2 separate regions of the Zea mays genome follow, and region 1 is linked to region 2. The links are chromatin contacts, called in public Hi-C maps. All regions are on one chromosome and are shown on one strand. Each heading gives the region's core, a stretch centred on a gene start, on an enhancer-like site or on the middle of the called end of the contact. The rest is flanking DNA. Distances are from core to core; before and after follow the strand shown.

The links. Hi-C and Micro-C count contacts between places; a contact is called where the count stands out from the background.
Region 1: a contact with region 2 is called in a Hi-C map of endosperm, with 2.0 times the contacts expected there. The contact joins the enhancer-like site here to the promoter of LOC103653616 in region 2. A contact is called at or near these places in 2 of 25 Hi-C or Micro-C datasets (endosperm and tassel).

What each region holds. Positions count from the first base shown.
Region 1 is chr4:119,183,965-119,189,663 of Zm-B73-REFERENCE-NAM-5.0, forward strand. No RefSeq gene overlaps it. Among protein-coding and RNA genes, the nearest start is that of LOC100279916, 120 kb to the left of the region's middle. Within about 2 kb of position 2,152, at least 18 of the 20 cell types and tissues checked have an H3K27ac peak or open chromatin away from gene starts, as enhancers often do. A contact at or near this core is called in endosperm and tassel, where this site is marked.
Region 2 is chr4:119,010,278-119,016,120 of Zm-B73-REFERENCE-NAM-5.0, forward strand. It overlaps LOC103653616, which reads left to right and starts at 4,486. Exons shown (of 4, transcript XM_008680466.4): 1 at 4,486-5,843. The coding sequence starts at 4,549. LOC118476938 (a long non-coding RNA gene) reads right to left here. Exons shown (of 3, transcript XR_004857797.1): 3 at 3,788-4,223.

The sequences.
Region 1 (5,699 bases), core at 902-3,401, 170 kb after region 2:
TAAAGCCTCCTCTCTCGTTTTAGTTCAAGAGTGTTGTCTTACACATCCGCTCTTGGTCGTTCTCTTTTCCTATGTCGCATTGCAAGCCTTAGCTTTTGTTTGATATCGCCCTTATGTCACACCTGAGTTTCGGGGCACCAAGACCCGGGCGCGAACATAATCACCAAGTGTGTTGGGACCAAATCTCACACATATGATGACCCATGGTACAGAAACAAATGTCACATCAATAATTTATAACGGATTTCTGTACAAAATAGATAAATAATTACATCATATGAAGACAACGAAACAGCAACCCAAAGTTGACTCGGAGACGACGACCTAGACCTCTCACGAACTCATCACATCATCCTCCATACGCCTCATCCTGCGGTACCTGTTCTTGACCTGTGGGGGTGTGAGACAGTAAGGGTGAGCTCACATACGTTCATCGCTCAACAAGTTGTGAGGAATAATGTGCATGAACTCGCCAAAGGTAGGAGCTCATGTGAAGTGTAAGGCATACCAAAGAGGATGGTTAAAGCTGAGCATTGCTTTTAAAGTTGGTCAAAATTTTATTAGCAATTACTAAGTATAAGTAGATACCAAACCAGAGTAATAATAGATCAAAATTAATAATAAACCACAATGCGATGCAAATGACAAATTGAATTTAATTCCATACATTAATCATGCGGGAGTCCTAAGCTGCTCATGACCGTGAGCACGGCTAGTATACTAGTTTTACACTCTACAGAGGCTGCACCCTTTACCCACAAGTCATGTCACCCGGTTGCTAAAGGGTCTAGAAGTCCCATTCATCTCTACCGAGGAGACGAAGCAGGGTAACACTACAAGGATGAAGCAGGGTAACACTATGAGGCCTTTACAAAGTTTCACTAGCTTCAGAAAACCCGCTACAGTTTCTAGGTAGCGCAATGCACAAATCCCCTGTCTGACCACCATCGCAGCAAAATCAACCCAAGAACCTCCCTACACGCCAACTCCTCTACTGCCCTTGCCCCTTTCGGGTAAGGTAGTCCTTCACTAGCTTTCCTAATTAGTTAGCCAAGAGCGTCCCATTCCACCCTTGTGGTGGCACATGTTTCTCAAGTTAAGCTCCATGTTCCAATTAACATAATAGTCTTATCATGAACAATAATAATAAGGAATGACCATGTGTAATAGTTATCTCAACACCCAAAACCATATATAGCAATAGGAAAGACTACCCAAAAGTTCAAGGGTAAATAAGGTGTAAAGATGACCAAACTAGGGTGACCTATTGGGTCCCATCAAAATTAAACCTATGCATGCCAAAATGATTATAGAGAACATTATTGGGTAAATAAAAGTGGTTAAAGGCACAACTTGCCTTAGACTTGAGATTCCCAGATACCAGGATGATCTTCAGGTTGTCGTGACCTCACTGTTAGTCATAGCAATACCAACAAACATAGTATAGGAAAAATTAACATCACACCAAACATAAAGACAAATTGCATAATAATGATCTACGCCTCGCTACAAGATCGCGGGTTCGAGAACGACTTTTCGTAAGATATTCACGATTTAAATAAATAAAACTATATTCTATGTTGATTAGTGTCATTCATGTGGGGAGGTATTTATTAAGAAATAGATAGTTCATCCACCTTCTAATTTACAACTGAATTAGGACCAAGTTAGGATATCATACTTAGCTTTAATCAGGAAGATTAATCCACTATACATAGGTTAAATGATTTTCCATTTATAAAAGTATGGGATATTGCATAAATCAGTGTTGTACTACGTAGACAAAATTACTATGGATCTAGTGCAATTTGAACGGATCAAACCGGAGCTAGTATGAGGAATTTATGAGTTTCTTAGGTTCTTAGATTTATTTTCATACCTAATAAGCAATTCTCATATTAAATTTATAATCATACACGGCTATTAGACTGCGGCCACTATTTCATTGAAATCCAGGGTCTATTTTGTAAGTTTTAGGACCTTGCTGTAATGGTCTTTGACAAGAACCGGACTGCGGGTAGATTATTCCGAACTCGAGGGACTCTTTATAGAAAATACCCGGCCGAAGAGGTACCCTCGCATCCTGGCCGCACGATCTGTTTTTGATGGCCTAGATTAGATTGAATCTCACCCGAATCGGTATGAAATCCGAGCTGCCCAACGAGCGGTCGACGACCCAGATTTTATTTAATGCGATCTAATCTACTCCGTTGAACTCTAGATGGATGGCCAAGATCTCAGCTTCAATGCGACAACCAGATATCTAATCTCCACCGTCCAACAAGCGAGCAATGGCACACATCTCGCCCTCATCCTCCTGACGCACAAGGCACAAGCGCGGCGGCGCGAGCGATGTCAGTCGCGGCGTAGGCCAACCCAGGACCCCGCACCCCAAACACACGAACAACCGATTCTACACCACGCCAGAGAGACAGCGAAACAAATCAGGGTGCCCTAACCGTGATTCTCGCCGAGGCAATCCTGGCACCCGCACGGTGTGGACCGCGGCGCCCCGCGATCACCATCGAAGACCCCGAGCACCTAGCTCGAACCTCATGCTCGTTCGAGTCCTGAACGCCCGAAGCGCACACGAGTGGCGAACGATCACCCCGAAGTCGATGCCATACTCCGTCCGTGGCAGCTCCCTCAATTACTCTCTACGCGCACATGGAACGGCGGATGGTTTCTTGCATCCGGTGATGAAGCGCTCAACTCACGACCAGGCATGGAAGGAGGGGGGTTCATCGGCCCCTAGATTTATACTTCTAGCGGTGAATTCCGAGTATGCGCGGATCGCGGGATCAGGACCAGAGTCCCAGCAGCGAGTTCGGTGCCTCTATTACGGAGCTTGGGTGGGAGATGTGTCTGACTAGATGGTCCCACGCGACAGTGCCCCCGCGCGCTGAAGAGCTGGCGTGGGCGTGGGTGAGTGTGTTGGCGTGTGGGCCACGGAGTCAGCGAAGGGAAACAATTCCACGCATGGTGCCACTGGCTGGCGGGGCCCCCACGTCGGCGTTAGGGGCGCGACAAAATCACTTGAGGCTATTAAGCGGGTCCCACCTATCGGATCCAAGGAAACGGCACAGCAGGGCCAGCGCTGGAAATAGTGAAGATGGGCCGAGGGCACGGGAAGTCGGTCCTATATGAGTGGTTCTCTTTTTCTTTTTCCTATTTTCTTATTTCATTGCCAAATTCAATTTGGTTCCAATTTCAAATGTGGGTTTTGGGTTTTCAGTTCAAATTTAATGCTCAATCAAAATCCAGCATGGATGCCAATATACATATATATACATATATATATATATCATTATTAATTCATTTCTCTATTTAAGTACATGCTTCTAGATATGCACTTTACACATAAATAGTTATTTTCAGAAAATTAATTTCTAAGGTATTGTCTGTGTCAGGGTATGATTTAAATTAAATCCTTTTTAATAGTACTTATAAGTATATTTTCCAATAAAGGAATAACTAAAATCATATATGGATACTTTTGTTTATTAGGAACCATATTTGGTTTAGTAGATATAATTCAAAAGGGAACAAAGTTCTGATTGAAAGTCATTTTAATTTAAATTATTGAAAGATTTCATCAGATTACCCAAAATATGATTTTGAGGCGTTACAAATTCTACCCCCTTTAAAATAATCTCGTCCTCGAGATTAATAAGAAAAGGGATGTAACAAGTTTGGTTTAAAATTTAGTTTCACATATGGTTTAGGAACCAAAAGTTTTGTTCCAAGTTCTTAAATACTAGTTATTAGGAACATATGGACATAGTATGTCTAGTCCTCTATTAGGTCAGATGAGGTAAGGTTATGTCAAGTATAGGACGGGGCAAGGAAGGATAATAAGAAGAGACTTCATCCTGAACTGTGGATCTTGATTCCTCTTGAAGTTGGATTTGATTCATCTCCTTCCTTGTCAAGGTTGAGCTCTTTTTTCAGACCTTGGTGTCTTTCTTCCAGGATAGGAACATGTGGTTAAGACAGATTTGTAGGTGACAAATAGGTAGAGCCACTAGTTTAGTAGGTGGCTAAGAGTTAAATGGGATTAGTCCGATTTAGTTTGGTTGTTTGCTTCTAGATTGGTTGGATAAGTTATGTAACGTATTATGTAGGTCAAGTTGTTGTATATGGCCGAGTTGGTCTGTCGTTCTTAATTTAGTGCAGGGTGAACATGTTTTATAGGAGTAGAGTCTAATCTATTTCATCAGTATTAACCTTCCTGTTAAGTAACTTACATTAGATTAGCTCAACTTAAGGTTAGCCTTCGTAAGGTTTGGTTAATCTATCACTTTAGATCAGATCTAGGTTAGATTGGTATGACTAGCTCAGACTAGATAAGATTTAATTAATTTGCGTTAGATCATGATCATGGTGGGATAAGTACAGTGGTTAGGATAATATGAATCCTTCAAGATAAGATGAATTTATTAAAATAAGAGAGAATCTTTTAAGATAAGATGGATCTATTAAGATAGATATATTTTAATGGGCGATAATCTGAGCGGATTAGTTATCTTATAAACATATTAACTTTTTTTATTTGCTTCGATGCAGATGCAATTGTGGATATTACTCCACAACTCATCACACTCAATCAAAGAATCGAATAAAGCAGTATTATAAGGAAAAACACTCATGCATACAATTTTTTTACCAAAAATAGTTTTGATTCGGTTCCTAGAATTAGGTTTCCTATTCCTAATAGTCACTTTAGGTACAGGATTTCAAAGTGTGAAATCCACTTTGGTCTGTAGACGAGAAAAGGTAAGAGTAATCAGAGTAAAGCAGCAATAGATGAGAAAGATTAAGAAAAGTTTAGAAAGAATCAGAGTAGCAAAGGTAATTAGGTAAGGGTTGTCCAGTTCTATCTATGTTTCGTCCTACAGTCAACATTCCTCTGATACCACTTCTATCACACCCGGGTTTCGGGGGCACCAAGACCCGGGCGTGAAAATAATCACCAAGTGTGCTGGGACCAAGTCTCACACATATGATGACCCATGGTACAGAAACGAATGTCACATCATTATTATATAATGGAGTTCTATATAAAATAGATAAATAATTACATCATATGAAGACAACGATCCAACAACCCAAAGTTGACTGGGAGACAACGACCTAGACCTCTCACGAACTCATCACAGCATCCTCCATATACCTCGTCCTGCGGTACCTGTTCTTGACCTATGGGGGGTGTGAGACAGCAAGGGTGAGCTCACATATGTTCACCGCTCAACAAGTTGTGGGGAATAATGTGCATGAACTCGCCAAAGGTGGGAGCTCATGTGAAGTGTAAGGCTTACCAAAGAGGATGGTTAAAGCTGAGCATTGCATTTAAAGTTGGTCAAAATTTTATTAGCAATTACTAAATATAAGTAGATATCAAACTAGAGTAATAATTGGTCAAAATTAATAATAAACCACAATGTGATGCAAATGACAAATTGAATTTAATAGCAAAAATTAATCATGCGAGAGTCCTGAGCTGCTCATGACCGCGAGCATGACTAGTATACCAGTTTTACACTCTGCAAAGGTTGTACCCTTTACCCACAAGTCATGTCACCTGATTGCCAAGGGGTCTAGAAGTCCCATTCATCTCTACCGAGGAGACAAGGCAGGGTAACACTACAAGGCCTTTACAAAGTTCCACTAGCTTCAGAAAACCCGCTACAGTTCTAGGG
Region 2 (5,843 bases), core at 3,236-5,735:
AATAGGTATTCAAAAGCCCATGCCAAGAAATCTTGAATGGATCTATTTTTGATAAATCCATACTAATTCCTATGAATAAGTTTGGTGATGACTCCTTGTAGACGGTTTGCAAGAAGTTTGGTTAGCACTTTGACGCTTGTATTCAGTAAGGATATTGGCCTATAGTCACATATTATAGTGGGGGTCCTTTTTAGGGATTAGCGAGATGTAGGAGCCATTCATATTCTACATGCATATCATTCCATTGTGGAATCGTTTATGGAGGTCATCGTAGCTTCTCCAGTCCCTCAATCAATACCTACCGCTCATCCTTCGTCTCTCCTAGCCCATCGACATGAGCCTGCATGATCTTCACCTTCGTTGTCGCCCACCGTCCTTATACTGCACATATGCACACCACAAGTTGACAGACATGGTTGCACAACACAAGTTCTCGTACTCTAGTTAGTCCAAGACCCACACCAAAAACACTATCCATGTTGACAATCACTCATCATCAACTCAAACCATAAGTGACAAGTCAATCATGTGTTCGCAGTAAATGCTAGATAACATAATAAAATATTGCAGTTGTCTAGTAGATCTACTTTTTTTGGTTCTGCCACTGTCACAAAAATTTTGGAGTCGTCGAAATATATGGAAACAAGAAGCAGAACAATCTTAGAAGAACTTAGGGTCTGTTTGGTTGGGCTGTGACTGTGAAAAAAGTTGCTGTGGGCTGTGAGCTGTGAAAAAAGATGTTGTGGGCTGTGAGCTATTAAAAAGCTAAAAATCGTTTGTGGAAACCACTAAAAGCAGTTAAAAATTCTTCGATATATGTTTTCACAGTTTCATCCGAAAGTCACTAAAAGTAGGTCCAGTAATGCTTTCAGTTTTGCACCGCGAGAAAGTCAGCTTTTAGAAAAAAACTGATTTCTAGATCCATCCCTTTAGTTTTGCTTTTGGCTTTTAGGGGGCAAAAGCTAAAGTCAAAAACCAAACGAAACACACCTTACAAGTTCCAAGGCCACCCTGACCTTTGTTAATGCACTTCCCTGACCCTGTCCAGAAATTTGAAGTGCTTGGACGGTAAAGATTAAGCAGTTATGTTAGCCCATTATATCTGCTCACGATCAAATTGGATGCAAACAGACCATAGAAAATCGATATCAAAATAGCAACACCTCAGCCAGTAGCAGTACAACAACACGTCAGCCATTAGTTGGATACAATTTTTTTTAAAAAAAGACAAACAAAACATCGGTAAGTTCAAATATTGTTGCTCATGGGAACTGAACTAATGCATCAGGGGATTAAAGTAATTGTTTGGCATTCTCTAGCTAGATTGGATTTTTAGGGAAAAAATGTCTCCACTAAAATAACACATGTTAGCTGCAGCTGCAAATCTTCAGAAGACCATTGTGCTTCTTGTCCAAAGTAAATACATCAAAATTGAAAGTTTCAAACCAAATAGAAATTTTAAAACCAGTAAGAGATCTAAACTTGGTCACAATGGACCTCTTAGTGCAGATCTGTTTTGATGTAGTTGCAGATTCTTTTTCTTAGGGCTAGTTTAGAAACCCCATTTTTTCAAATGACTTTTATTTTTCCAAGCAAAATTAATTCATTTTTCCTTTGAAAAATAGGAATTTCTTATAAAAATGGAGTTTTCAAACTAACACTTAAATACCTAAAAAAACTAATTAACTATTCGTTTGATCACAGAACCAAGGAGATTAGAAGGGAATAAATCCCCAACAAGTCTATCAAAATCCCCCTCACGGCATGTTCGGGAGGATAGGATTGGAGGTGTAAAACCTTTCTACTTTTCAAAATTGAACTAGGTCAGTACCCGTGCGTTGCAACGGGAATATATAATACCATGATAACTTATATACAAAATGTGTCTTATATTGTTATAAGAAAATATTTCATAATCCATTTGTGATCCTAGCCATACATAAATTTTGTTATTTTAATTTAATTGTTTCACTAATACATTGCAACCATCAGTATCATGCAGACTTCGATATATGTCATGATTTGCATGGTCTCATTATTGGAGAGCACGTGCCACACCTGCCGGTAGAAGTTCCGTCGTACATCGTTAGTCATCAGGCACGCACCACCATACACACTTGCTTAAACAAAAAATGCAAGTGTGTGTTTGCGAAGAGAATTAAAGGCAGGCCGGCACAAAAGGTACCCCGACGAGTGGTCATTGTTGTCGGTCCACCTCTGCTCACCTCCGGTGTCGAGATGACGCCACAATCCTTGATATAATAGTCGTCGAACGCGCGTGATATGGTGAGTACCGACCACTCTTGGCTGGGCTGCCAAATGAAGTGCACCCCGGGCTCATCAGCGAGGTAGTACACCTGGTCGTTGCACCACCGGATGTGCTACTCCTCTACATACATCTTGTTCGAGGACACTCACACAACAACAACAATGGTCATCATTCCAGCGCACAAGAATTCATGGTCGGTCAGTAGCGACTTACGTGGCAGGTTAGGCTTCAGGTGGATGATGAGCTAGACGGCGTGATGGCGTCGTCGTAGGTTGCGATGCCTAGAACAACCCGAGAGTCGTCGACATTGGCGACGACCATGAGGTCCTCATGTTTGACGATGGACAGCGCGGTGCAGCCGCTCTGGACCACGTCCAAGCGGCGGCTGCGCCGGAGCTTGCCGTACACAGCGGCGCATGGGTCATGTAGGACTGCTTCCAGAGTTCGAACTGGCAGTCACCAAGTTTCTTCTCGTCGTCGGTGAGCGACGCCAACGCGAGCGCCTCGTGCTAGTGGTGTTTGTTCGGGGTTTCCAAGTAAGAAACATGGATTCATCTTTGGCATTGGTTTATGAAAATGATTTATAAGTTAGATTCATGGAAAAATATTATGGAGAATAAATGTTACACATGCAAAAAAAGTATTTAAGTTGAAAACATTATTCAAACAAAAGAAATTGCATGCAAGGCTCTTCTTTAAATACTACTCCCTCAATCCAAAAATATAATTTAATAATCTCAGTGATACTTATCTACTACTACACATTGTGCAAGGGTAGCAGGTGGGCTTCGGGAGAGATGTATTATATGTTTTTACTATAATAGATGTAGATATAAACACACATGTGGTGTAGTGGTAGCTACAAACACATTTATTTGAGAGGATTTTAGCTTTTCGAATCCCCTTCATTTTCCTGTCTACCGAACAAGCGCTCAACCCTTTCTAGTCTCTTTTAGTCCCTTTGATTTCTAGAACAACCGAACCAGGCTTGAGAGTGAGAAATAGCTAGAATTCCGAGTGTGGAATCAAATGTAGGAGTCTTCACAGCGGTACCAAAGAGGAAAATGATTCATTGTTCTGATGCTGCACGCTGCAAACACGATCGGTGCTTAAAGTGGTTGTTCTGTTTGGACGCTGAAAAGCAACACTCCACCGGTTTGCTAATCCCTCAAGCCATCATCACAAACAAACACAACTGCATTTATGTTCCTTGGAGGCTTGGAATCGCCAGTGGAAGAAAAGAGAGACCTTGATACGCTTTGTTTTGTCGTGATGCTGCGGTTAACTATCCAGATCCCGGTGCAGGATTTTCGCTGCATGAAAAACTGCGAGTAAAATGGCCGGCCCAGCAACTTCCCTCATGCCCTTTTCGTTTTTTACGGATTGGAGGCCCGAAATAATTTCTGGCCGGATTGTTTCTTTAAATTATGTAAGTTCTGATAAATTAGAATGAATCTTGGTCTAATGCTAGACAAACGAACGGACCCTCAGTTGATCACGCTTACTTAATCCGAATATGGTTCATGAATCATGACAGCTTACCGTTACTTTTTAACCTACTTGTGGGTTGAGATGTCTTTCGTCGTATATATGGTTTGGTTGCCCTACATGAGTGTACGTTGTGCACTGATGACAGGATCTGATTCTTGCTTTGCAGGTTTCAAAGGCAGGAGCTGGAGTTGAGGGATTTGTTCTAAGCTTGCACAACACTTCAATGAGCTATTATCTGCAAGATTCTGAGGAACACATACCGGCTGCAACTGCAAGCAACCGTCGTTTCCGATTCCATGACTCTCAGCTGCCTACATATGGTGTATCAAGGGGTAAAAAAAAAAAAAACCAAACAAACGTGACAAAACATCTGAATTCAGATCGCTCTCAGTGAATCTGAAATCTGAATGCTCTCACGAAGCCTGCCGACTTTCTGCTCTCGCTATGGGCTGCAGGTAAGATCCTGGAGACAGAGCACTGTTATATTGTGAACTGCAGTATGTGATATAAATTCATTAAATATACACTTCAGCTGCTTCACCAGTTTCGGAATGGTAAGATAGATAGATGCAAAGTGGAACTGCAGCACAGAAACAATTGGAGCATCCTTGGCTTGCAGGAGCGTGCATGTCGAGACGGAGAACAAGGATGAGCAAGGTATCAGGCGAACTGAGTAAATGACACGTGACACACCCGAGTAAGCTATGAATTGCGGGCGTCGACTATAAATCCGGCGTGAGCGTCGTCTTGCTCTTGCTCCCAGTTGCCTTGCCTTGCCTGTCCCCATCATGGCCTCAAACCTCATCTCCGCCTCCAGCCTCGAGACAGAGACAGCCATGGCGGATCCTGGCGAAGGACCTACTGCTCCACCCCCGCCACGGCTGCAGGAAATAGCTCACGATGTGCCCGACCATACTGTCACGCAATTTTCAGCCTCACAAGACACTGAAACCGCCGCCGGCGATGCTGCCACCCACGACTCCGCTCAGCCTAAAGCGGAGTCGGCCCATTGTGCGGTTGGCGAGCCGGAGCAAACCACGACAGAGGCAGACGGTCAGCCACATGTCGCAACCATGCCACAGGAAGTTGCCGCATTGCCGTCGCCAGCTGAGACACCGGTGCAAGAGAGTGCGGCGCAGCCCACACTGCCGCCGCAGAAGCAAGAAAGCCCTGTTCCAGAACTAGCCTCCTCAGTCCACGAGGAGGAGAAGGACGCGTCAAAGGCAAGGGGGGACGAAGGAGAAGAGAAGCCCACCGCGGCGCGGAGGCCGCAACTGAAAGAGACTGTAAATTTGGGCGCTGTTGAGCAAACCACGACACAGGAAGTTGCCGCATTGCCTTCGCCAGCTGAGACACCGGCGCAAGAGAGTGCGGCGAAGGCCACACCGCCGCCGGAGAAGCAAGAAGGCGGTGCTCCGGAACTAGCCTCCTCGGTCCACGAGGAGGAGAAGGACGCGTCAAAGGCAAGTGGGGACGAAGGACTAGAGAAGCCTGCGAGTCGTCGGTGGCGATGGCTCCGCGCCGTCGTGGGCTTGTTATTTCTCCGCCCCAAAAGCGGAGAGACGAAGATGCCGACACCGCCGAGCGACAAGCAGCCGGTGTCAGGGCTGGAGGACACGAAGCCTACGACAGGGGAGATGCCGCCGCCCCACAAGGACAGCGGTAGCCCTGTACTTGTTCCATCCAAGCCTGAAGTGGGGAAGACCGAAGGCGAGATGAAGACGGCGGCGGTGGACGTCAAGAAGCCGGTGTCAGGGCAGGAAGAACAGAAGCCAGCGGCGAAGAAGAAGCCGAGCCGGAAATACAGCTCTGGCGCTCCAAGGAGGGAGATGGAAGACGGCGAAAGGAGCAAGGGCGGCCGTGTTGAAATTGAAACCCAAGTGGGGAAGGCGACACCACAGCTGGAAGGGGAGCGACCTATGCGAAAGAAGCTCCAGAAGGCGATCAGGTTGGTTCAGCTCCTCATGTCCTTGTACAACAAGCACCGCTCCCAATCCCAGGAGAAGAAGCCAGACACGGCTTCCGATCCAGGTGGTGAGGAAGACAGCGAGGCCAGGCTAGAGTCGGCGCCGGAAGACAAGAA